Regions from separate parts of the Gossypium arboreum genome. Here region 1 is linked to region 2. The links are chromatin contacts, called in public Hi-C maps. All regions are on one chromosome and are shown on one strand. Each heading gives the region's core, a stretch centred on a gene start, on an enhancer-like site or on the middle of the called end of the contact. The rest is flanking DNA. Distances are from core to core; before and after follow the strand shown.

Region 1 (6,574 bases), core at 2,934-5,433, 78 kb before region 2:
TAAAAAATTATCATTCTACAAAATATAGATCTTTTAATATGGTATTTGATATTTTCTTTTTATTATATTTAAATTTTTAAATAAGTTAATATATTTTAATTATATTTAACAATTCAAATAATAAATTAAAAATTAATTAAAATAATAAAAATATTTTATCATGTGCCATTAAATATTAATATAAATAAAGATAATAATATAACTTTTGGCCCCTGAACTTAACAAACTAGGTTCACTTTGGTATTTTCATTTACTTTTGGTACTTGAACTTAAAAACTAAATTCATTTTGGTCATTTAACTTGAAAAATATAAAAGTTTGATCACATGACACTTTAAGATCTTAAAATTATATAAATTTTCAAGTGATGATATAATACAATCTTAAATTGTTTGTCATATACATTGTTCTATTAATTGAACCAATGGTTGAACCGATCAGACGATTGATTCTCGAACCAATCGTTTAGGTCAATTTAATTAAAAAATCATAAAAATTAAATAAAAATAATTTTTTTCATTAGATTAGTTCAAACTGTTCAAATACTAATTTTTATTCGAGTTTTCAATTTTTATCGATTTCAAGCAGTTTTCAATTCAATCTTTTTATTTGGGCATACTAATAAATTCTCGATCTAATTAGTCTAACCTATCATTTTAATCATGTTCGGAAGCAAAATAAATCTAATTATTAAATTTATATATCTAAATAAATAAATAAATATAAATACCGAAAATTATATTATCCCATAAATAAAAAAAAAACCTCCCATCAATATACCGGAATTTGTCCATTGGCTCTGTAAAAACATTTGACGTGTGAAATAAATGAGATTGTAATAACCTTGAAAAGTACTACCTAAGCCTAATGATTGATGGCTCACCTCATTTGACCCTCCAAAATAATTCTAATTTGACCCTATTTGCACTATTAGTCACTCTGGGATTTTGATTTTTCTCATTTTAGTGTCAAAATTGTTTACGTATTTAAAGTTAAAATATGCTATTAGTCCCTATTCTTATCTAAAATTTGAATTTTAGTCTCTTTATTCCTCTTATTTTTAAAATTTAAAACCTTTAGTAAAATCATTATTATTGTTTTTAATTTCTATCAAAATTTATCAACTTAACATGTTTATTTTTTGCCAATCATAAGTAACATCATATGAGAGCATTCTAATCAGCATGCCAAGTTGACACATTTTTACAGAAAATACTAACAATGATTGAGATTTATAAAATTAGAAAAGTAAGAGGACTTAATTTTTAACTTTTTAAATATAGGGATTAAATTTTAAAATAAAGGGACTAACAGCATATTTTAACCTGGAATATCAAAATCTGACTCCACCTTTACCGCTTAACAAAAAGAAAAATCAAAGTATTCTACGATCTCATCTAATTTAAGAAGTCAAAATATTTTTAAATATTAATTAAGGATATATTATGATTATTAAAATGCAGCATGAAAACAGATAAATATATACTGGCAAAAGAAGGGTTAAGGTAATTTGGGAAGTCCCTATATAGGAATTGTATCAAATTAGTCCTTTTATCATTAAATGAATCGATTTAATCCTTATACTATTAAAAAAAATAAGCCCAAATCTTAACATTTACTGTATAAAAGATTTCATTTACAAAACTATAAAACTTCAAATATATTAATTTTATTAAATTGTATGACATTTTTATTTAGTAAATGCTAACTCCATTCCAATTTAGTTCTATTTTATTCTTTTTAATAGTACAAGGATTAACGAAATCTATTTAATAATAGAGGTACTAATTTGATCAAATCCTTATAATAGAGAGACCTTTCGAGTACATTCACCACAAAAAAGTTAATAGTCCCATCAAACAATAATTTATAGTTTAAGCATATGAAACATTATAGTATAATAATTAGCCCATCATATGTAATTTAACCATTGACTGAAACCATCCTATGGCTCTGACTTTCTTAAACTAAGTGTTCAATATTCACATAAACTACTTGCATCCAAATTGTAGAAATAATGGAAGGCAAATAGGGAAAATATCCAAATTGTAGGCCAATTTACTATATCAATTTGTACAAACAATGGAAGGCAAATAGGGATAATGTCCAAATTGTAGGCCAAGGATTGGGACCATTTTACTACATCAAGCAATCAAAGTTGAATTAAAAAAGTTATAATTATTTTTTTGGCCCTTCAACTTTATAAAAATAAGTTATTTTAGTTTTTTATTTAATTTATCGTCTTTGTTAGTCTTTAAACTTGTATTGTTTATCAAATTACCCTAAAATGAATGAAAATTGACGTTTGTTAACTTTGTTGCACGTTAACAATTAATTGATTTTAAGAATTAAAAAATATTTTTATATTTTTATGGTTTTAATAATTTTAATTTTAAAATTTTAAAAATTAATTAATTATGGATGTATGCCATATCAGTAAAAATTAACGTAAAAATTAACATAACTTTTCCATATATTTTTGGGTGATTTTTTTTTGTAAAATTAGAGGACTAAAAAGTATTAATGCAAATTAAAAAAATAAGAATATCTATGGATTTGAAACAGAAATTCCTTTTCTAAATTGATAATTATAAAATTTTTGAGGAAATGAAAGCAACATATTCAAAAGCTTTAAAAATAGATTTTTAAAAAAATCTAAAACCAGTTGATTTGGTCCAAGAAAATAGGCAATCCAAATGATAAATAATTAAAAATAATAATTATAGTTATCATTTGTTTGTTTGCTGAGAAAATATTTCTTTCAATCAAAAACTGGTAGAAACAACAAGATAAAGTAAATGCTGGATAAAGGATATAACATTGTCTTTAAACATTTATTTATTTTCCCAGCAACCAAACAGAGAAGTAGCAAGAGAAAACAAAAACAAAGTCGCACAATGAACTCCTTTGAAATATTCCAATAGTTTCTTCTATTCATGTATCCCATATTTTCTCATCAACCAAACAATACTTAAGATGAATTATAATTGTTTCTTTCACTAGAATTTTCCTAGCAACCAAACAGAGTTATGTAACCATGTATCATCTATGAACAAACAAACTAAACCATCACTATCCAAAAAAATACAAAGCTTTGCATCGTAGTGTGACATTTTTATTAAAGATTTGTGCTACAAATTCAGTAAAACTTCAAATTTTGCAGCAAAAATTGTTAAGTTATATCCAGAACAATAGCATTCTTTTTTAAAACAAAACGACAAATTTGGAACCCCAGAAACTTGAAACTTAAAGAGAAGAATGAAGGTATATTTTCTTCACATGCTCTGTTTTTTTCCTTTGAAATCTTAGGAACCAAACAGAGTAATACTAACTTAAACACTCACTTCAAAAAGAGAAAAAAAAACAACAACAACAAAAGCAAAAAAACAAAATAAAGAATAAATTATAGAGAGAGTATGCATACCTTCACTATCAGGCAAAACTTGAGCATTTGACCCAAACTCCGTGAAGCAATTCAAAGCCAAAAAACCCAGAAAAAGAACAGAGACCATCTTAAATAGGGAGAAAACAAACCCCATTTTTCTCTTCTTCCACACCCCAAATTTTCTCTTCTTCTAAAAACCAAAAGAAAAAAACTCAAATGTATCTTTGATTTTGTTTGAACAGTGTTGATTTCTTTCTGAGGAATCGAAGTGGAGTAGTTGTTATGGTTATAAAGTTATGATATAATAGACGTCGTTTTTATTGACAGAATAGCAAACGTAAGGAAAGGAATTAATGTGTGATTTTTTTGTGTGAAGATTTTTGTCTTTGGTTTCTGGTTTTTCTTTTTTAATGTAAAAGAAAAGAAAATGACGCAGGAATGAGTGAGAAATATATGAGTTGAGGAATCAAATGGAGACAGGGGAGGAGCCGCCGTTTAAGGCTTTCTACAGCAGCGGGCGCTGCCACACGCTTTGACTTTGGTGGCGGTTGCCGGCATTTAGTACTTAGAAGAGTCAAAATCAATATTATACAGTACCTACAATATCTATATATAAACCGGGCTTCTTTTTCCCGAAATAATTATTATTCCAAAAAAATTATGTAAATAATATAAAGTGTGCATAAAAATCCCAAATGGAGAGGACGACTGTTGATTTGGGGTTGAAGCAGTGACAGTGATTATGTCCTAAACAGATAAGGAATCTTCGAAACCCCAAATCGGTAATCAATATTGGGGTTCTCAGGTGTAGTAAACAATCTTTGCTGGTAAATCCACAGCTAACATGTTGATTTAGGGTGAGTTTTAATAGGCGGTACATTTACCTGTGGTTAGTGTAAAAACAGCAGTGGCAGTGAGATTAGATACTGTAGCGATACTGTAGCGTGAGACAAAAAGTAAGCTAAACACACCGCACCGCACCGCACCGCTCCTCCAAACCTACCCTTAGGCTTTCGAGGTAATCTTCTACCGTTTGACATGAATTGAGGTCCAAAATCTCAAACCTATCGTAGATAGAAATATTTAAAAATCTCCAACTTTTTAGGAAGCCAATTCTTGTTAAGCTTCCAAGTGGGAAAAAAAAACAGTTAATCAAGAGAAGAAGAAAAAAACAATGAGTTAATAAAGTTGGCAAATTTCTTAAAAGATAATTCTACTTAGAGAAGATAAGTTAAAGTTTCCAAGTATCGAAAACCGACCAACAAATATTTGGTAATAATAAAATTTTAGTAATAGATTTAATTTTTTTTCCAACAAAAAGAAAATTATTTACCTAAAATATATGATATATGTCTTGGAAACAAAAGTCATGGTAGGTGTCGTCTCCCCTACTACGACCAATCATCAATGGGTATACTCCCCACATGATAAGTGAAAAAGTATGCATCCTCGGTTGTTATCGTTCCAACAACGCAACAATTAACTCTGGGCAAATTGTGCAGGGCCTCATGTTTAAGACATTTTCGAATCCAACAACATCCAAATATTCATGAATTTGGTCATGTCCCAATTATGGGGATACCAACAACTAACTGCCAATTTATTTAGTCAATAATTCAATGCAAATTATAAATTTGTTTTTAAAATCTTATAACTATTAAATTAAATTTATCCGAATTTTCCATATCATCAAACACGTGAGGCAATCATATCAATGCCATAACCTAAACTTTAGAAATAAATGTTTCAAACCCTAAACACACACTTATATCATAATACCGAATTCAATAAAAAAATACTACATACAATAATTACATAAATATTTAGAAATCAAAATTACTTAAATTTACAAATTTTCTATATCACAATTATTTACTTAACATGAAACCTAAACTAATATTTCCATAATTTTAAAAAAATGAAAATTTATATGCTAATAAAATTTGTTTGTAGAATATTATCTCATGTTTACTACATGTACATATAACAATATTTATTTCAATCAAACAAATAATAACATAATTTCTACATTATTCACTAATTATTATAATACTTATAATAACCGCATTTATTAATAACATGCAATTTATTTTTCAAATAACAATAAACATATAATTTAATAAAAATAAATTATATTAGTTGGAGAAGCACTTATCTTATCGATTCAATTTATTTCAAACCAAATATGTCAACTACTAAATTATATTTAAAATAATTATAATTATAAAAATCATTTATTTTGGATTGTAAAAGGAAAAATGATTTTTATGTGGTTTTAGGGTTTTAAAAGTGATTTAGGTTTAGGGTTTTGAGTATTGAGGAGTAATTTTGATTTTTTTTTTATTGGAAATGACCAGCCAAATAGGTTGCCGATTTGGGAGTGGGGTTGAGGGAATTTGAGAGTGAAGAAAAGGATGGGCGTGTGGAATAGAAGTAGGGTAGGGGGTATATATGGGGTTAGGGGGTGGAATGGCATTTATTGTCACGAGCGGTGGTTGGCGTTAATTACACACTCATCCGCCAATTGTCAGCCACCATGATGATTTGGCATTCTCATGCGTTACCAACAACCCCAAATCGATATATCGTTTATCGATTTCGGATTATATCTATTCGTTTTTGACATAATTAGTGTAACTATTTTAACCCAAAATTATCTGCTACCATATAGATTTTGGGTTCCAAATGCATAGTTCAAATTATTTAGGTAACATTTTTTCATATTATTCTGGTTATTAATTATTTTTATGTATTATTATAGAAAAAAACCCTATAAACTAATATAAAATTAATTGATTTATGTATTTCTTTAAATGTGTATAATCGAATCAAAATTATATTTTTATAAGAGTTACATATGTATAATTGGGTCAAATTAAAATTTATATATCAAATTACATATTAAATCAATGTTCATGTGTAGTTTTAAAATTTATCATTTACTCTTTTGTGAACTCTTAAGGTATGTTCTAACATCACATTATAATTGATGGTTGTGCCTTAGCTCGATTGTTATGGACATTGTTGCTAATGTAGGACAACGTAGGTTTGAATGCTTTAAAACGCATTGTCCTCCTATTTATTGGTTGGGTAAAAAGAGCAAATATACTCAAAATCTATAAGAAGATTGTTAAAAAAAACTATAATAAAATATCGCTAAATCTTAGATTATATATATATATATAGGTTG
Region 2 (6,204 bases), core at 3,582-6,081:
AGTGCTAATTTGACTAATCCATTAAACATTGTGGTGAATTTTGACTTTATGCCATCTTAGAATGTTATCAATGATCATGAATAATTCGATCTTCTGAAACATATATGAAAGGTAGAACAATTGGAAAATGATATATAATTTTAATGTTAAGTTTGATAGGAGTAATATTTATTATGCATGTTTTAGCATATGAGTTAATAATACATTAATTCAACTAATAATATTTAATCACTCTCATAACTTATTTTTAATAAAAAGGAAGAAAATTTTTGTTTATTTTAAAAGATCCTATTTTTACAAAAGTTTTATTCATCTTGCTAATTTCAAGTTTAAAATTATACTAATTATTTTTTTTATATCTAACTATTATAATGCGTATGTAATAAATCTTTAATTTTATAATTTTAAATTTATTGGGTTTTAGATTCATCAAAATGGAGCTATATGATATCTTTTAAAATAAAACTAACTTTTATTTTAAATTAATTTTAGAATTGGAATTAAATTATAATCTTGAAAGTGTGACTAAGGCTCCGTTTGTTTGGGGTAAAAGCTTTTCTGGAAAATATTTTCGTCATTTTTCGCTGTTTGTTTGGTGGAAAATAAACTCCCACTATAAATGCTTTTCCAAAACACAGGAAAATCACGTCTTCTTTTGGGAAAATGTCTTACACTTTTTTTTTCGGTAAGACATTTTCCAAAACACGGGAAAACGCCTTCTCCCCTTCCCCTTCCCCTTGGGTTGCAAATCAGTGCCATTGCCAGGTACTCTACCCATTTTTATCTCTTCGATCATTTTGATTTTTGTTATCTATCTATCTTTTTTTTTTCAATCTCTTAGCAAATTTGCCAGGAACCCTACCCCCGCCCTAAATTCCTTAAGAGTTGCGCGATTTCGAAGAACGATGATGAGAAAGTTTGGTCAAGGACCAACGCTAGGGCCGGTGTTAAAGATGTCAGCAGTACAGTTTCGGGTTTGAGCCAAAACTTGAGTTTGTACGTACAATTTTCGGCTCTGGTGAAGCGAGGATCGAAGCCTGACAAAGAGGAAGAGGAGAAGTAGGATTATTACATGAATATGGGTTACGCTATTCGGACCTTGAGAGAGGAGTTCCCAGACATCTTCTACAGAGAGCTCATTTTTTATATTTACAGGTTCGGATTCGATTTTCCCGCATTTGATTTCTTTGAAATGGAGTAAATAATTGAGAATTTTGTAAAATAAATTTGATTCTTCAAAGTTTTCCTTGTTCATCTGTTGATTTTGAATTCTCATCGTTAAATTCAAAAAAAAAAGAAAAAAAAAAGAGAGAAAGATGATGACCTTTATTTGAATAACGAGTACTAATTCATTCCAAGCTTATGTTTTTGATGTAATTAGATGTTTTTGAATGTTGGTCTTTTGTTTGAAGGTTGATTGTTTCTGTGTGTGTATAAGGAAGAAAGTATTGGCTTTTAGCTTAAAACATAGAGAACTATGTTAATAGTATCCATGTTTGATTGGTTTTACAAATTGATGGATGGCAAAGATCGTTTTGTTAAGGGCAAGGCGTGCACTCTACGCGTTCGAACCCTTGTATTGACTAACGCGTTCAAACCCTTGTATTGACTAAGGCATGAAGTGCTAAAGAAAAACACTTTTGCTCGAGTGAAATAAGGTGCAACAAGCATTGTGTGTGCATTTTTATATATCTATTAGTCTTGATGAGTATGTGATTGTGTATATAATAAGCTTAAGATTTATACTTATGATAATAAACTCTGAAAGTTGGTCGAATTTGTTTAGTGAACAAGCTAAATTTTCTTTTAATTTTCTTGGCCTGTGTGCATGATTTCTTTTGGTCATGTGCTTGTGACGTATACTCAAATATTGAGAAGGATCCCTTTTCAAAATGGTTTTTCCTTTTTGTGTGTGTGTTGCCTTACAAAAGTGCATGCCTAGGGGTGCCGAGCTTGTGCCCACTGAATGCGCCTAGCTTGAAGGGGTTTCAGGTGCTTTTGTTTTTGATGCTAAGGCGCAATGCCTAGGTGCTTGTCTTAACAATACTGGATAAAGTTATGCCGTATATGCATAAATAGCATATGTCACTAGGTTGATGCAAGCTGCTGCCTTCCTCGTGTAAATAGATTATGGGCTTTTCTATGTGACACCTATAAGATTCACTTTTGCCTTTCCAAACTGCAGTGATCAATCTGCACAGACTCAAAATTGTAATGGTTTTATGTAGATGACATGTTTTTGGTACTGATTAATGTAGGCAACGACTTCAATCATCATTCCAAGTGAAGTTTGAACAAAAACTATCAGAAAATTGGGAGTTAATATCATTTGAGGCAATCTTTCTCTATAAACAAGGATCATGGTTATCATAACCTTCTTTAATATGCAGTTTTCTTTATTACTTCATAATTTATTTCTGCAGTTGAGAAGATATTTGATGAGCTAACGCAAATGAAAGCCATATTTGACAGAGTGATTACGCAAAGAAACACCGTTGCTGCCAAATACATCTCTTTGAAATGAAATACTCATAGAGGGAATGATTTCAATGCTTTGAACGGTACAAAAATCAGATTCCTAATGTAACTGTCATTGATACTCCATGCATTTTGAAAGGTGGCTTCATAAGAGATGAAGACTTCACCAGAAAGTTGGAATCAAGAATATGGTTGTACACAACATAGATGAGAAACTTTTTCTTCTTTATTTTTTTAGTGTAGGAAGCATCAAATAGTTGATTGCTCATCATCTTCTCGCTAATGGAGCCATAAGAGAAATTCAATTGGATTTTAGGGTCAGCAAATTGAATGTTAATAAATGTACAGATGAAGAAACTGGATTGAGGTTCTCCTTTCATTTTTATGTCCCTCTTCCTTATCTAATTTCAACTCTCTGTTGTTGGTTGTTTTAACTCCGTTTCTATGCACTCTTTTTCTTTTTTTTTTCAGCCATTAAAAGAAAATGGCAGGAGCTTTAGGAACATAAAGGAACAAAATTTTGGTACCTACTGAAGATCAAAACAAAGATGAAATATGTTTAAGAAGATAATAGAAAAGAAGAGATTGATTTAATGGATTTTCTTATACATTCTTCTTGGGAATTAAGATTCTAATTAGAACTTTTATGGTCAGTTGTCATAATTTCCATGAAACATTGCTTTATGGAGTTTAGTCATTTTTCTTGCAAGATTCATGTTCTAACACTTATGTTGAACCATGTATTTGAAGAGTTTATCCCATGCACGAGTCTGTACATATTAATATATATATATATATATATATATATATATATATGACATGAGTATTTTAATAAAATTAAGGGTTTTATATATATTGGTTTCTAGTATTAATTTCTATAATTATTAAATCCTTGTTTTTATTATTTTATAACACAATTAGAAATAATTTATTTGATTTTGGTTATTTTCAATTTATGACGGTTAATATTCTAGCTTAATAATTGAGTATTATTATATATTTAATTTGATTTATTTATTTATAAATAAATCATTGCAATATAAGTAAAAACAATTTAAAATATAAATTTATTAATATATGTAAAAACAACTTTTTCTGAAAATATTTTAAACAGACTCATCCAAACACCAGAAAAGTAAATCATTTTCTAGAAATCATTTTTCGGAAAACATTTTACTGGCAAACAAACGGAGCCTAAATTAAATTGTTTTCACAATTTTACAGGAATTGAATTAGATTTTGCTTAAATTTTGAAGGAGTTAGACTTTATTTAAATTGGTCCACTGAATTTAAATTAACTCTAACTCAAATTCATTTAAAAAATAGAAAATTAGAAAACTTTATTTATAAATAAAGGCTTAAAGGTATAAAAAGCCTTTTAAACTTTTAAAAAAAATTAATTCTTTTTTTTTCATTCAATTGAGCACTTGAACTTTCAAAATGCATAAAAAAAAGCTCTCAAACTTCTTCCAAAAAAGCAATTAAACCCCCTCTTTTTTTCACTCAATTGGGTATTTAAACTTTCAAAATACATCAAAAAGACTCTCAAAATCTTTCAAAAAGTAATTAAATACATGCTCTTATTAAAATTAGAAAAAAAAGTATAAACAACAATAAATTTTAAAAATTTTATTAAATTTTAATAAAAATCATAAAAATTAACAACCCTAGTATTTCTCAATTAAAGACATCACATGTTGCAACACAACGCTACATGCGGTAAAAATGATAAAAATAAAATTAATAAAAGTTATAGAAAAATTATAAAATTCATCTTTGGGTACAATAATTTTTATAAATTTTTTACAAAATTTATATTTCTTTACATTTTATATAATTTTCTTACGACTTTATAAAATTTTATAATTTTTAAATTTCTATATTTTTTCTAATTTTAATAAAAGCAATTGCTTAATTGTTTTTTTTAAAAAGCTTGAAGGTCTTTTGATGCATTTTGAAAGTTCAAATACCTAATTGAATGCAAAAAAATTAGAGGCTTAATTACTTTTTTTGAAAAGATTTGAAGACTTTTTAATGTATTTTAAAATTTTAAGTACTAAAATGAGTAAAATAAACAGGAACTTCGTTACCTTTTTAAAAAATTTTAAGATTTTTTTGCACCCTTAAACAATAAAAAAATCATTTTTATTTTTATAATTTATGTTTTCATTTTTAAACACAAAAACATTTTAGGTTTTGGGATTTGTTTTAAAAAATCAATAAAGTCTAAGTTAAAATCAAGTCAAGTTGAAGGTCCAAATTTGGGTCCATGGCTAAGTTGAGTTTAAGTGGAAGTCCAAGCGTAGGTCAAGCTTGATTGGTCCAAAGCCCTAGAGACCCATCTTTTATGAGAGTTCAGGTTAGGGTTTTGAAGCCCTAGAAGCTTGTCCCGCACATGCCAGATGAGAAGGTCAAAGCTTTTGAATAAAACAAAGAAAAAGGAAATGTTTTGATTTTTTTTATTCAAGAGATACTGATTTGAAAGGAAAAAAAAATCGGTTTTAAGAGAAAGAAGAAGAGATTTTGAATAAAAAGAAAAAAATGAAAGGTATTTTTTTGTAATAGCCACCGTGCACCGCCGCTGAAAATTAGAGAACGTTGGGTTCTCACTGTCGGAGAAAGAAGAAGAAGTTAGATTCTAATTACATTCTAATTACATTCTAATTACATTCTTAGTCTATGCATGTTTTAATTTCATTCGAATTTTGAAATTCTTAAAAAGTTATGATGGAAGTCACTTTTGGGACCAAATTATAAACTTTTAAAAGTACAAGAACATAAAGTGAAAATTCCCTAGTAATGAAGAGCTGAGTTAAATAGCAGTAATAAAGTGTCATGGGATCAGAAAAGTGAGTAAGCTCGAAGAAAAGGGAGTTTTGAACTAAATTTTAAGGAGTAAATCATAAAATTTTCATTTTTCTCGAGAAAGATTTTAAATGCAAATTTATGCACGAATTAACAAATAGTAATTATAAGTACAACTATGGGGATTTTGGAGGTATTAGGTGTCATGAATGGAGTAAAAAAGGAAGTTAAAATACATTTTAATCATTTTATTTAAAAGTTATATTAAAATTATGTTTGGAAATATTAAATTACTAGGAATAATTTGAAGTCATTAGATTAGATTCTTATACGGTGGTTAAAAGTGAATCATACATTTAATTTTAATGAGACTTTGACCTTAACTTACACCAAGCGTAAGGGGTTTTAAAAGAAAAGAAAAGAGAAATGTGAGAACCCCATTATAGGAGAAAAAGAGACTTTTCTCAATTGTTCTTCCTTTCAATCCAAAATTTTAACCGAAGTTTGACCTATACCTTTTACTTTCCCACCAAAAACAAGTAGAAAATCTTCATCCACCAAAGTCAAGCTAATATAATCCTTAAGTACTTACTAAACTCTCCAAGCATATTGAATTAATTATTTAAACACATAAATAAAATCTTTCTAAGAGGATTGAGTTTGCAACTTGGACGCATCACATCACCACTCAATGACTAAAGAAGGTTTAACCTATGGCAATGTTCCATGATGTGTCATTGGAATGGCAAGTTCATAAGGGCTTGAACCTATTAGAGATTTGTACAAAGTGTTTATAATTTAATGTGAAGGATTTATTTAAATTTATTATTTGTAATGGCTCTCAATTACTTTGAGTTCATTTTTGGAATGAATGTGAATCTTATATGTCATTTGAATGTGGTTTGAAATGTTTTTCAGCTT

What was found. Hi-C and Micro-C count contacts between places; a contact is called where the count stands out from the background.
Region 1: a Hi-C map of leaf shows a contact between it and region 2, with 1.9 times the contacts expected there. The contact joins the promoter of LOC108480194 here to the enhancer-like site in region 2. A contact is called at or near these places in 2 of 5 Hi-C or Micro-C datasets (both in leaf).

What each region holds. Positions count from the first base shown.
Region 1 is chr5:81,136,593-81,143,166 of ASM2569848v2, reverse strand. LOC108480194 (probable LRR receptor-like serine/threonine-protein kinase At1g53440) reads right to left here and starts at 4,183. Exons shown (of 24, transcript XM_017783098.2): 1 at 3,424-4,183. The coding sequence starts at 3,538.
Region 2 is chr5:81,059,713-81,065,916 of ASM2569848v2, reverse strand. It overlaps LOC128293284 (a long non-coding RNA gene), which reads left to right and starts at 550. Exons shown (of 3, transcript XR_008283456.1): 1 at 550-765; 2 at 854-1,155; 3 at 2,424-2,912. Within about 2 kb of position 4,831, at least 1 of the 2 cell types and tissues checked has an H3K27ac peak or open chromatin away from gene starts, as enhancers often do. A contact at or near this core is called in leaf, where this site is marked.